Regions from separate parts of the Anser cygnoides genome. Here region 2 is linked to region 1. A link is a contact called in public Hi-C data. All regions are on one chromosome and are shown on one strand. Each heading gives the region's core, a stretch centred on a gene start, on an enhancer-like site or on the middle of the called end of the contact. The rest is flanking DNA. Distances are from core to core; before and after follow the strand shown. Region 1 holds the start of WIPF1 (WAS/WASL interacting protein family member 1). Region 2 overlaps WIPF1 (WAS/WASL interacting protein family member 1).

Region 1 (5,844 bases), core at 1,159-3,658:
GACTGTGCATGGGCCAGCTTTGAACGTTCAGCTAAAACTTAGTGTTTGTGTTCTGAAACCTCTCTTCAGTTTGAGAGTTTTTAAGAAAAAGGATTCTATTTTTTCAGGCAACTCTAAGATAATTAGTGTGTGTTTTTTCTCCAGGATATAAGCTGCTGCCATCCCCCTCGCTGCAGCCATCTCCCCAGGGATGTGTGAAAGCAGTGTGAGTTTCATCGGCGTGCTGACTCAGCAGTTCCTGTTTCCACAGCTGAAGCAAACCGCAGTGGGCAGGGGGACAGCAGTGAAAAAGTGTAATGCAGTCCTACAGAATGCATAGACGCTGTGCCGATGTTGGGTAAAGGAAGCATATTGCACCCCTGAAATGTTTGCGTTCTGGTGTGGTGGCATGTGAGATGTCACCTTTAAGTCACCGATAGTTTAGTGCTTCAGAAATGTTTCTGACAGTGGCCGTTTTTAAAAGGTTGCTGTACGTGGATCTGATCTCAAGATCGCAAATTTTTATATTCTAACAAAGTCTAGTGCAGTCTCCTGGCTTCTGGGGTGTAAATTCCCTCCCACCTTCCCTCTTTTTCCTCCTGAAAAATAGGAGCTCTGTGGTTTGTCGTTGTTGTGAAATTGGTACAAAGTCTCCCAGGCTTCTCTCAGATGAACGGGGCAGATACGGGCTTACAACAAAGCTGTGGTGTTTCTTCCCCCTTTCTGGAAAGAAGTTCCCACTAGAGATAGGGCAATCACACCCCGCTTCACACAAGAGTCTCTAAAACAATCACACTTCAGTCCCTGCTAAAGGACAAAGGACGAGCAGGGCTATGGAAAATAACCAAGCTGTGAGCAGCCATTTCCAGGCTCATTCAGGGAGCCCTGCCGAGTTCAGCTGGCTGCAGGGGATTACCTGCAGTGTGAGTGAGGGAAAGGAACAAGGACAGGATGAGTCCACTCGTTACCACACTGCATGCCAGACTGACCAGCAGCCAAGACTGCAAGGAGTTTGTAGGCTATGGCAGTGCTGTGATGATGGGCCACTCGGTGGATTCCCCATAAAGGGAGAACTCTTTCCTTACAAGCATTTTTACCACTTCCATCATCCCTGCACAGACCCCCCTGCCACAGCACGTCCTCCCAACCCCTTCAGCTGGCTTCTAACAACCAAGCAGGTCCGGATGAGTGTTTGTTACTTATCCCATATGGAGCCAGGAATAAACACATCATATGATATTTCTCTACTACCTAATCAAGAGGAAGCTGTTTGCCTGTATGTGACTTCAAAACTGTTTTCAGCTAACCAATGACCCAAATACAGTATGCAGAGTTTAGGAACCCCATGTGGATTTGTGAGCCTCTTTAGGAAGCTTTAGGTCTGTGAGTCCATAAAGGCAGTAAGCAGAGAATACCTGCAGCTTTTCCATTTGTGAGCTCCCTAATTTTTGCTTGCGAACTAATCTAGGTCATGCACGTAGGGCAGAAGAGGGTAGAGGGGGGGAAGAAAAAAAAAAGCATTGTATTTGTTTTTCTGTATTGCAGTGCCCCAAGCATGCAATGGCACAAAAACGGAGAAATGACCTACATAAAAGGCTGGAAAGATTTGAGACCTTACGTTGGAGGCAAATCAGTAACGCCATTGCTCTCAGGACAGCATGTCTCGCCTTAATGCTGTCGTTGCAGTTGGTAATGTCTTAGTATAAAACACAAAAGTAAATTGTAAGAGGTTAGCCCAGCACACAGATTACTCAGTCTTTGACCTTGCTGCGACATGTTGCTACAAGGGAATCCAGAATGCATTTAAGTTTTTTGGGACACCTGTCCCTAACATTCATCTGGTTTAGACAGCAGCGTTATGCAGCTGCTGAGCGGGACCACATTCTTGCAGGGACTAAACAAAAAGCATCCAAATACCTCCAAAACGTGAAATCCTGCGAAAAAGCACATAGGGTGAAATTTACTGGCCCGGTCAGACGCCCAGCACACAGCCCTCCTGCCCTTCCATACTCCCTCCTATCTGCCCAAGCATGCACTTTGGGCATGATTTTCCATTCTAGACCTCAGCACTGGTCCCAAAGACGTTAACAGAAGTTTTATTTCTAGAAATTTTAATCACGGTTAGAGGGAATAGGAAGCAGAGTATCGCTTGTCTGGCAAAGCCATCTCTGCGTGAGTTAATTGAGGCAAGAAGCACAACTCCCTTTAGGGCCGTCATGCGGAGAGGGGTAATTGACCTTCCCACACCTCTGCGTACTGCAGACCTTAAAGGGAAAAAATAAAAAACAAAACAACTCCGTCTTCCCCGCTGCTTAATTCCCTTTGCCCTCCTCTCCCTGGCCGCCGCGGCGGGGCTGCCCCGCTTCTCCCGGGCTGAGCCCCGCGGGAAGACGGGGCACGGGGCACCGGGGGGCACCGGGGGGCACCGGGCAGCGCTGCGGGGCCCGGGGCCGGTCCCGGGGCCGGTGCAGCCTCTCGGGCGGCGGGGAGCGGCGCCCCAGAGCCGCGTCGCGGCGCTTCCTGCCGCTATAAATAGCGCCCGGCCCAACATGCCCCGGCCGCCGCAGCGGCTGGAGCGCCGCCGGCCGCAGCACGACGGAGCTCGGTAAGGACGGGGCCGGGGGGCGCCGGGCAGGGACCCCCCGGAGGCGGCAGGGCCCCCCCGGCGCCCCGCTGTAAGCAAGGGGCGGCGCGGTGCCCCTCGGGGAGCCGGGAGTTGAGCCTCGCTTCGTGCCTGTCCCCCCTCTCTCTCTCTGTTTTCTTCCAGACTCCTCTGTCTCGGGCTTGGACGCGCTCCTGCCTCCCGAAGCCGCTCCCGCTCCTCCTCTGTGCTGGCCGGGCTGGCATCCCTCCTTCCCTGCTTCCCCCTGGCTTTCCTGCTTTCCCCGGGGTAGGGGATGGTGTTGGGTGAGGCCTGGCCTCCGGGTGCACCCCGGGCTGTGCCTCTGCCCCGGCCTCCGTGGAGGTGGCTGGTGGCACCGGATCCCTCCCGGTGCTGAGGTGGGTGGGGAGAGCCGCGCCGAGCACGTGTGGCACCCAGCCCAGCAGGTGCTGCCATCCCCAGCGGGCGTTGGGTGAGCCCTGTGGCTAGGTGTTGTGGAGCAGGCTCCGCGAGCAGGTCTCTGCCCCCCCGAGCTGGCTCTCGGGGGCTTCCCGAAGGAGCTGGGTTTGCAGACCTCGAGTAAACAGCCTTAAGGTCTTAGCCTTCCCTCTTTGTGTGCTGATGGCTGCTCCTCGTCTCTCAATAAAAACATCTCCTGCGGGGCAGGACTGTGTCCCTTCTCTGGCAGTGTGTGTTCTTCAGCTCCTGCCGCGTGCCCTGCTCAGGCCTCCTAACTAAAACAGAAGTGATACAGAACTTGTTTCTGCCGCTAAGTAGGATGTGCTTATTCAGGAATCCACTGTGAGGTAACTCTAAATTGCTTTTTTTTATTCTTGTGGTGCTTCCTCAAAGAAAGGGCCTTAGCGAGCAGCTCTGCTCAGTCTTCCTGGCCTCCAGAGGGTGGGCAGTGTGATCTGCTCCTCACTCATGCCCTTCGCCCCTGCCTGCTTTGACTTTTCCCCTCTATTTCTCCATGCCTGCCAGCTCCTCCAGGCACAGGGGGTGTAGAAGGCCACATGGAGAAGTCCTGTCCCGTTACTTAGTGCCTCCACACTGTACGCACAGGGTGCCCAGCTGGGGAGCCGTGCCTTACAGAAGGGCACGAGGGATGGCCGTGCTGGCACAGAGGAGCCTGCTCTGGCAGCGTGGCTCTCTGAGGGAAAGGTGTCCCCGGCTCTGCGGCCTAGGTGAAGCGCTGGGTGACTGCGCTGGCCCTGGCAGTGCTCAGCATGAGGAGGACCCTGCTGGTGCGTGGTTTCCCCCTTTGCTGGAGCAGTGGCAGGGAGGGAGCACGTGAGGAGGAAATGCAGCTGCTGTGGAGTGCTTTTGCCCTCTGCGCAGCAGGAGCATGTGAGGGGAGGGCAGGCACGGGGCGATCCAGGAAGAGCAGAAGGCAACGAATGGAGAGGACACGCTTCTTATGTGCCTGCGGAGTCTGTTTAGCTGGGGAAAGAGCAAAGAGCCTAAAAATGAGATTGTATCTATTCTGAGTTACTGTTCCTCCAGAAAGCGCTGTTTTTAATTCCTCTGGTACTGTGTGTGTCTTTCTCCCCTCCCTGCTCTTCTGGGCTCCTCAGTGTCCTCTGACCTCAAGCAGTATGTTGCCCTTAGCACATGCCTGTCAAACGTGTGGTTCTTCACGCTGTACACAAAAAAGGCATTCCCTTGGCTGGCAGGAAGAGTAGTAAGGGGCAGTCAGAGGCACACCAGCCCCTGTGGTGTGTCTCTCTGGGGCAGGGACTGTGCCCTGGAGGTGCAGTTGTGCTGCTCTTAGGAGAGCTGAGGGCCTTCTGCCTCCAGCCCCATTCCTCTTCATGTCTTACAGCTGCTCACCCATTCCTGCCCTGTGCTGCAGCCCAAGCAACCCTCTCTGGTTATCTGTGGGGCGTGCTGCTGACAGGTTCAGCCATCCAGGTTAAAATCCCTCAGAAAGGCGGGAGGAGAGGAGGAGCAGCTCTTCCAGCCTGCGCTGCCTCCCCCCTGCCTCGAGAGTGCTCAAAGCTCTCCAGCTTCTGCTGCTGCCTTGGTATTTCCACTGCGATTGCACTTCTAACTTGTTATGGTATGGCATTGTGCTCTGTGTAGCATCAGGTAGCAAGGGGCCATCTTTAGGCCTAGCATTGATACATGGGTGCTGTAGCTGTTCTTTTTTTTTTTTGAGAAACCCAGATTTACCACAAAGTTGCATCAGGATATTTGTTTTTACTGATACAGTAGTCAGGATTGAAAGTGTGCCACTGGAATATTATTAGCTATAAAAGGAACAATTTCCTACCTGTAACAGTGCACATGACCTTTACCTCAGGTGCTCTCCAGACCTTTCTCAGTGGAGAGGCTGCTGGGGAGCAATACTGACCTCTTTGTGAAGAAAATGCCTTGCAATATTACTCTTTATTACCTACAGTGCATAAAGTTCTAACAGCTATTAATTTTCTGCCTTGCTTATATAAACATCAAGCTTTTCTTGGAGGAAGAAAAGAGGGCATGTTGGTGTTGTCTGATAAATGTGACATGAGGACAGGATTTCATAGGTTTCCTTTCAAGGCACATATGTTGTACGGGGGTGGGGTGTATAAATATGCATTGGCAAAACGTCTTTATGTAAAGACATTAGAAACATTCTATGCTCTTAACTGCATTGAATCTCCATCTGGATAGTGGACTTATGCTTAGAACTATGAGAAGTAGTGATGCCATGGCAAGGAGGGGATTTCTTTAAAGTTTATGCTCTTGCCAACATAAACATGTTTTAATTGTGGCTGCTTCACAACAATATGAAGTCTTGTAAAAGTTCAAATCTAATTAAATGCCTTTGTGTTCTTTCTACTGGCTTCTTATTCTTGGCTCTAATGCAGATGCTTTTTCTTTTTTCGTGTGGTGCACTATAATACTCGGTCAACTGGATCCATTATAATAAAGGGCTGTCAAGTATCTTACTTCAAAACCCATGGTTCTAGCTGTGTGTGAGTTGTGGAGGGAACATTCTTTATATGGTGAGAAAGTAAATTTTGTTCTGGTAGAACAGATCTGGGTCGTACCAAAGATGAGGATGCTGGAAGTGGCCACAAATTGTCAAGGCAGCTGTTTGTTTTGTGTGCCACTGAGTGTGCAATTAACAATTGCTCACTATTTAGCGACCTGCTTCGAAGATGTACATGAAAATCTGTATGTTATTGAATAATGACTGCTGAACTGTTAGTTGGCAAATGGCCTAGAAAAGGGATTATTAAAAACTAATAAAGAATCATGTTTTAGTAGGTTTT
Region 2 (5,844 bases), core at 1,806-4,305, 38 kb after region 1:
TGTATTATCTTTTTCCTGATGGCTCCTGAGGGAAGTATATGCTCCAGGACATATCGGAGGCCTAGGAATCACATTTCAGACTTGTGTAGGGGAAAGCTGTCCTCTTGGTAGGCTCCGGAATACTTCTGACTCAGCCAAGTATTTAGCGATACACACTGCGTTTCTAAACAACTAGGCAGGAATGTCAATGCCTTTACTGGGTGACCAAACGTAGTCATCTAAAAGGCATATTGCAGCTTCCAGGCCCATTTAATAACTTATGTTTGCTTACCGCTTTTAGCTTGATTTGTCCACCCAAAATTACTCAAAATCATTAAATCCATTTCAGCAGATCTTTTTTTGGGAAAATTTAATTGAAAATTATCAAAGCAAGGACGCCGCATGCAAACAATTCTGCAGAATACTTGCACTAAACTTGAGGCCAGTGCTTCCCGAGTTTGGCCTGCTACAGAAGCTTGCCCTGCAAAATGCTGTTTTCCAGACCCTCTAGCAGCTGCATCAGGGCCACAGGGCTTGCTGAGCAGCAGCTAGATGCTAAGCTGACCGGCATGCAGCTGCAGATCTGGCTTCCACCCCTGCCCTGCCGAGAAAACCCTTCGATACCAGAAGAGGTGTTAGGTAGTCTGCAGCTGATCGCTGTGGGCACGTCGGAGAAGCATCCTTTCTCGACAGGACAAGAGCGGAAACTAGATACAGAGCTAGTATAGATTTATATATACATCTATACATGTTTCTATATAAGCACATCTCTATGTTTGGGTGCATATCTCTATATTTGGATTTATACACATCTGGAGAGAGACAACTATACATCTGTATGGAAAGATGTCTCTATGTATACATGGATACCTATGTATCTATCTACTATAGGTCTCTGGAAGAAGGCATAGGCAAGCAGGAGGCCCCCGGTGCCGTTTCCCTCTGGCCCCCCTGCAAACAAAGTGCGCAGGGAGGGTTTTGGAGAGGCAGGGTGAGTCTGTGGGTAGCAGCTTCCCATTAGAGAGCTCAGGCTTTGGGTCCTACCTTGCTTCCCCTCCACTGCCATCAATTCCTTACAAAACTGACCTAAAACAACCCAGTGAAAAGGAAAGAAAGGAGAAAAGAACAGCACGAGCATGCAGAAGGCAAGAGGTTAACAAACAGGGAGGTGGGTGAGTTAAAACATTTGCGAAAATGCTGCTTTTTGGAGAAGGTTCTTCCTAGACCAGCTAGCTCACCTGCTGCGTGCAGGTTCGAGCTGCCTGAGGAATTCATTAAAAGTCTGATTACAAACCAGACTTTACCCTCCCTGCTCAAGGGGCTTTTCCCTTGGCACGTGGAGCCCCAAGAAGATTCAGGGTCCGTTACGAGGACTGTTTCAGTCTCTTACCAAAGCAGTGCAGGGAGCAGTTTCTCTTTCTCGTTTTAAGCAGTTGAAGGAGTTAAAAGCTTGGTGAAGTAGCTTACTGGCACAGTTACGCTAGAGACAACTGCAGCTGCGAAAAGGCTGCGTTAAGAAACAGGATGGTTGTGGTCTGCTGCAAGAAATAATTTTCCTGTTGACTATTTTTTTAAACAGGAAGTTGAAGAACAAAGCAGCATTAGTCTTAGTTCTTTTAATAGAGTTCAGATTTAAAATACTGAATTTAGGATACTAAGATCAGGAAAGGCTGGGGCTTTGCGCAGTTTTATGTAAGGACTGAGAGCTGGGAATATGGAAGTGCGAAGGACAAGCGGATTCAAGCGGGTCCTTCAAATCTGAACCTTGTGCTTCTCTGGCGACGCATTCGTAGGAGAGGTAACTGCCCACAGGGTGGATGAGAAAACGTGTGTGGGTTTGCAGGATTTTGTGAGTGCGTGTGTTTGCACAGCGCTGCGCAGACTTGGCTTCGCACAGTTTCCTCTTTGTCAGTCCGGCCGTCTGTCAGCTTCCCCTCTGCTCTGCTCGTGCTTTCTCAGTAACAGGAAAGAGCAACAGCTTCTGCAGCAGAGGAAAATAAAACCTCGCCACGCGAGAGATAGCGGTAATGCCTCGCGCCACTCTGAACTCCTGTTTTTTTTCTCGCTAGTCAGCTAGACTTAGGGGTGATGTGGTTGTTTCCTCTCCAAGCCCTTTTCTCTCTCAAGATTTTAGACGAAATCCATTAAAGTCTCCTTTTAGAGACTAAGCATTCTCATCTCAGGAAGGCAGCTCAGCAGTTTTTGGTGTGGCTTTATTATCTATATTCTAATTCTGCCAAAGCCTGAGCATCTGACAGGATACAGCTGTACTGCTAACCATTTTTTTTTCTAACACACCTATCACAGATCATCTCAGAGGTATCACAGACTTTGTAGGTGGGGGCCCACCTCAGATGATAACTGCAAGGGCCATTTTGTTTCATTCTGAACGTTTTCCTGGTGTTCATTCAACCTCTGAAGCATGCTGTACCTACCACGAAGCTGATCGGGCAGAGATTGCATTACTACCGTTCTCCTTAGTTTTCTCAAAACCAATTAAGTGACTTCAGAAAGTGAGAGATGTGTATTCTTGTAAGCAACCGAATGGGGACATCAGCGTGGCGTTATTTGGAGAATAACCCCCATTGCTGTCACGCTGACCTGCCACGTGTAAACACGGTGCACACAGTGGCTAATTGCCACTGGGCCCTCGCCTCTGATGGCAGGATGCTCTGCGCGCCTCCTGCACAAGAGCAAGGCCGAGCCCGTCAGCAGGTCTCTTGAAGCAAAAGCATTTTTAGAGGCAGACAGCGCACCAAATTGCTGAAATGTCACAGCACCGTTAGGAGAACCTTGGACCCTCCATTAGGCACGTTTCCAACTAGCAGTGTGCCGGAAAAAAACCCTTTTGACTTGAAAAAAAAATATATCCTCAGTGCTTTAGTGCTTTGCTTATTTTTTTTTTCTCTCTTTAATATTTTGTTCCACTGAATTTCTCTCTCACGTATGCTTGTCCTCAGATTACCCAAGGTAGTTCTGCTTGGGGTGGGAAAGAGCAGGAGCCTGGTCTCAGACAGGGAAGCTGGGGAAGGCTGGTCTCTGGCCGCCAGGCTTTCCCCTCTGCAGCAGCTGGCGGCTGAGGACAGGCTGCCTGCTTGCTTCTCCTCCCCAGGGAAGGTGCTCTGAGCATGGCTGCCTTTGCTGCTCCTGAGAAGGAGGAAAGTGCATTCAGAGGTGGCGATGGAGCCTGGCTCCTTCAGAGCAAGCAGGGAGAGGGGAAGAAGCATGGGTCTTCCCTAGAGGTCTGCAGTTCCACCCTGCCCATAATAGTAGAGCAGTGTTATATTCCACCAAATTAAGAGCTTCAAAAGTTCAGCATCTCTTTTTGAGTGTGAGACGATGCCTTCTTGAAGTAAGGTTTGGTGGTGTAGCAGTGGGATTATCCTGCTATACTTCCATGGGAACAGGATTGTTGGATTAAACAAAATTCAGTTTTGTTGTTTATTGTTGCATGTAACCATATTGCACACATGCACACAATCCTTGCATACTCTTCGCTGTGGCAAGGCACAAAAATGCAAAACTAGATGTGTGTGTCTGTGAGTCTGCTTGGCTATGGAGATCATGTAGGGAGTGCCTGTTTAAGGATGCAGCTGTTTTCCATACGATGAAACATGAAGTGCTTTTCACAGACTACTTAGTCCTAGAAAATTGAGTAGATAATCCTGTTTGATGCAGGGTTTGTTTGTAGCTGAGTAGAAAGCACACCCAAAGGTGATAGATTTAATAATCTCTGGGTCTTTGCATTTCTGTGTTTTGCTGTGCAGGTTTCTTAGCAAGATCAGCTGGAGCTCAGCCTTCCACCATGCCTGTGCCTCCCCCTCCCGCTCCCCCTCCACCCCCAACGCTGGCCTTGGTAAGTTTTACAGAAGGTGGATGTACAGTATGCACTGTCCTCTATTGCTGCTTGTCATGTTGGAAGAGACATGCAGCAAGATGACAAGGGTGGGTATGGTATCTGGGGAAAGCTTTCCTACATTTTGTTTACAGCTGATTGATCCTGCAAGAGGGACCGTTACTTTCATTCCCTTTCAGCGCCCATGTGCATGTCTCTAGCCACATTCACTCTCCATCTTCCTCCTCCTCCCATGTTGGTGGTTTGATCTGGTGCAGGGATCCTGGGTGGAGAGGCACAGCTTGTCTAAGTCAGAGGAACTGAAGTCTTGCTCTCCCCTTGCTTTTTTCCAGCCATGTGTTCTCACCTTCTCCCTTGTTCCACTTTAATACTTATATGACCTGGTGGTGAACTGGTTCAGAGATCCTGAGCTGGCAAAATACAATCCCTAAAATCCTAAATTTTTTTTAAGGATAGCTCTTAACCAGCATAGCTCCCTCAGCCAGCCTGTGGTATAAAGGTACGAGACCCACTGCTGGCACAACGTGGTGGGTGAGACTACATTGGACCTGGCTTAAATCAGCCTAAGCTGGAACGAAGCCTGCCCTGGGCTGTGTTTGCTCTGACGGGCAGACAAGAAAGAAAGGCTTCTGGAAATGCTGTTGTAAAGTACTCAACCGTTTTGATACCAAAGCCCTAGATGGTTACACAGATAAGCCGGGCTGTGCCCTGCTGCACAAGAGTCTTTCCCTCACTGCCCACCATCAGCAAGATACCAGCTCTGTGCTTGGTCCCTCCGTGGCAACTCTCAACACCTTTCAGGACTTTTCCATGACACTGATCTGATAAGTTAGAAAACTTTTCAGGAACCACCGTTTCGTAGAAGAAATCATATATACATGCACGTGTGTATATCTAAAACTCCATCTTTCTTCTGAGTTATCCAGAATTTGTATAGTTTGAGTTTCACTACAGCTTTCAAGAATGTCCATCTTTTGGTGCAATCAGATTGAACAGGGCCAGACTACTCAGTCTACAAAATGGCAATTTTCCATAGATGTACTTTGGCTTTCAGAAATTAGATTCTTGAATTCAAAAATATTCAAAAAAAAAAAAAGTGTTGTGTTTCCACTGAATTGTGTGGGTTAGAGTAGCAGCACTGTTCGGGGCCTCAAGTCAGTGAGAAGGCCAGCTACTCATAACGTCATTCACAAAACCAGATAAGGCAGGTTACCCAGTCTAGTGCTGTTAAAGCAGAAACTTAGGTCTCAGGTAACTACCGTATTTGAGCAGAACTTTGTAGCTGGAACTTGAGGTTTATTTTACCTCCTCATTTTTCATTTTATTTTGCAGGCAAATACTGAAAAGCCAACCCTAAGCAGGTCAGAACAAGCGGGGCGAAATGCTCTGCTATCTGATATTACCAAAGGAAAAAAGCTAAAGAAGACTGTTACTAATGACAGAAGTGCTCCAATTCTAGACAGTGAGTATGATCCTACGTGTCTGTGTTTTTGTATGCTTTAATGGTTCTATGTGTCTGAATGCAGAAAATTGTTTTAGCTGTCGTCAGATTAACTGACATGGGAGAAGCGGGTAAAACAAAATGCCCAGAATTGGCATAAAAATAAATTCTGTTCTTCATGGGTTAAGTCACATGAGAAATCAAGTACTGCTTATGACGTGTGAGTGTCAATTTGTTTGCTTACTCTCATAAAGCAGTTTGTTTTCTCACAGTCACTTAAATCAGAACACCATGCCAACCCTGCTAGGAGACCTGCCGAGAAGCTGCAGCGGCTCAGGCAGGCAAACCCCCTTCAGGACTGAGGACAGCACAGAGAAAGTGCACAAAAATAAAGGCAGACTTGGCATGGCACCATTGGCTTGTTTAAGGACCTGGTGCTGATCAAGCAAAGCCCCAGCTGGGTGTCGCTGGGCAGGGGTGACTCAGGGCTGGTATCTTTTTGGCCAGGTTTGGTTGCTCAGCCTGCCCCGCGGTGCCCTGGCATGGTGCGGCACCTCAGCAGGCCTTG

What was found. A called contact is a pair of places that touch in the nucleus more often than the background predicts.
Region 2: a Hi-C map of liver shows a contact between it and region 1, with 2.1 times the contacts expected there. The contact joins the enhancer-like site here to the promoter of WIPF1 in region 1. A contact is called at or near these places in 3 of 7 Hi-C or Micro-C datasets (all in liver).

What each region holds. Positions count from the first base shown.
Region 1 is chr6:19,663,035-19,668,878 of Taihu_goose_T2T_genome, forward strand. It overlaps WIPF1 (WAS/WASL interacting protein family member 1), which reads left to right and starts at 2,409. Exons shown (of 9, transcript XM_066999774.1): 1 at 2,409-2,584.
Region 2 is chr6:19,700,481-19,706,324 of Taihu_goose_T2T_genome, forward strand. It overlaps WIPF1 (WAS/WASL interacting protein family member 1), which reads left to right. Exons shown (of 9, transcript XM_066999774.1): 3 at 3,747-3,835; 4 at 5,168-5,297. The coding sequence starts at 3,785. Among named protein-coding and RNA genes, the nearest start is that of GPR155, 29 kb to the right of the region's middle. Within about 2 kb of position 3,056, at least 1 of the 3 cell types and tissues checked has open chromatin away from gene starts, as enhancers often do. A contact at or near this core is called in liver, where this site is marked.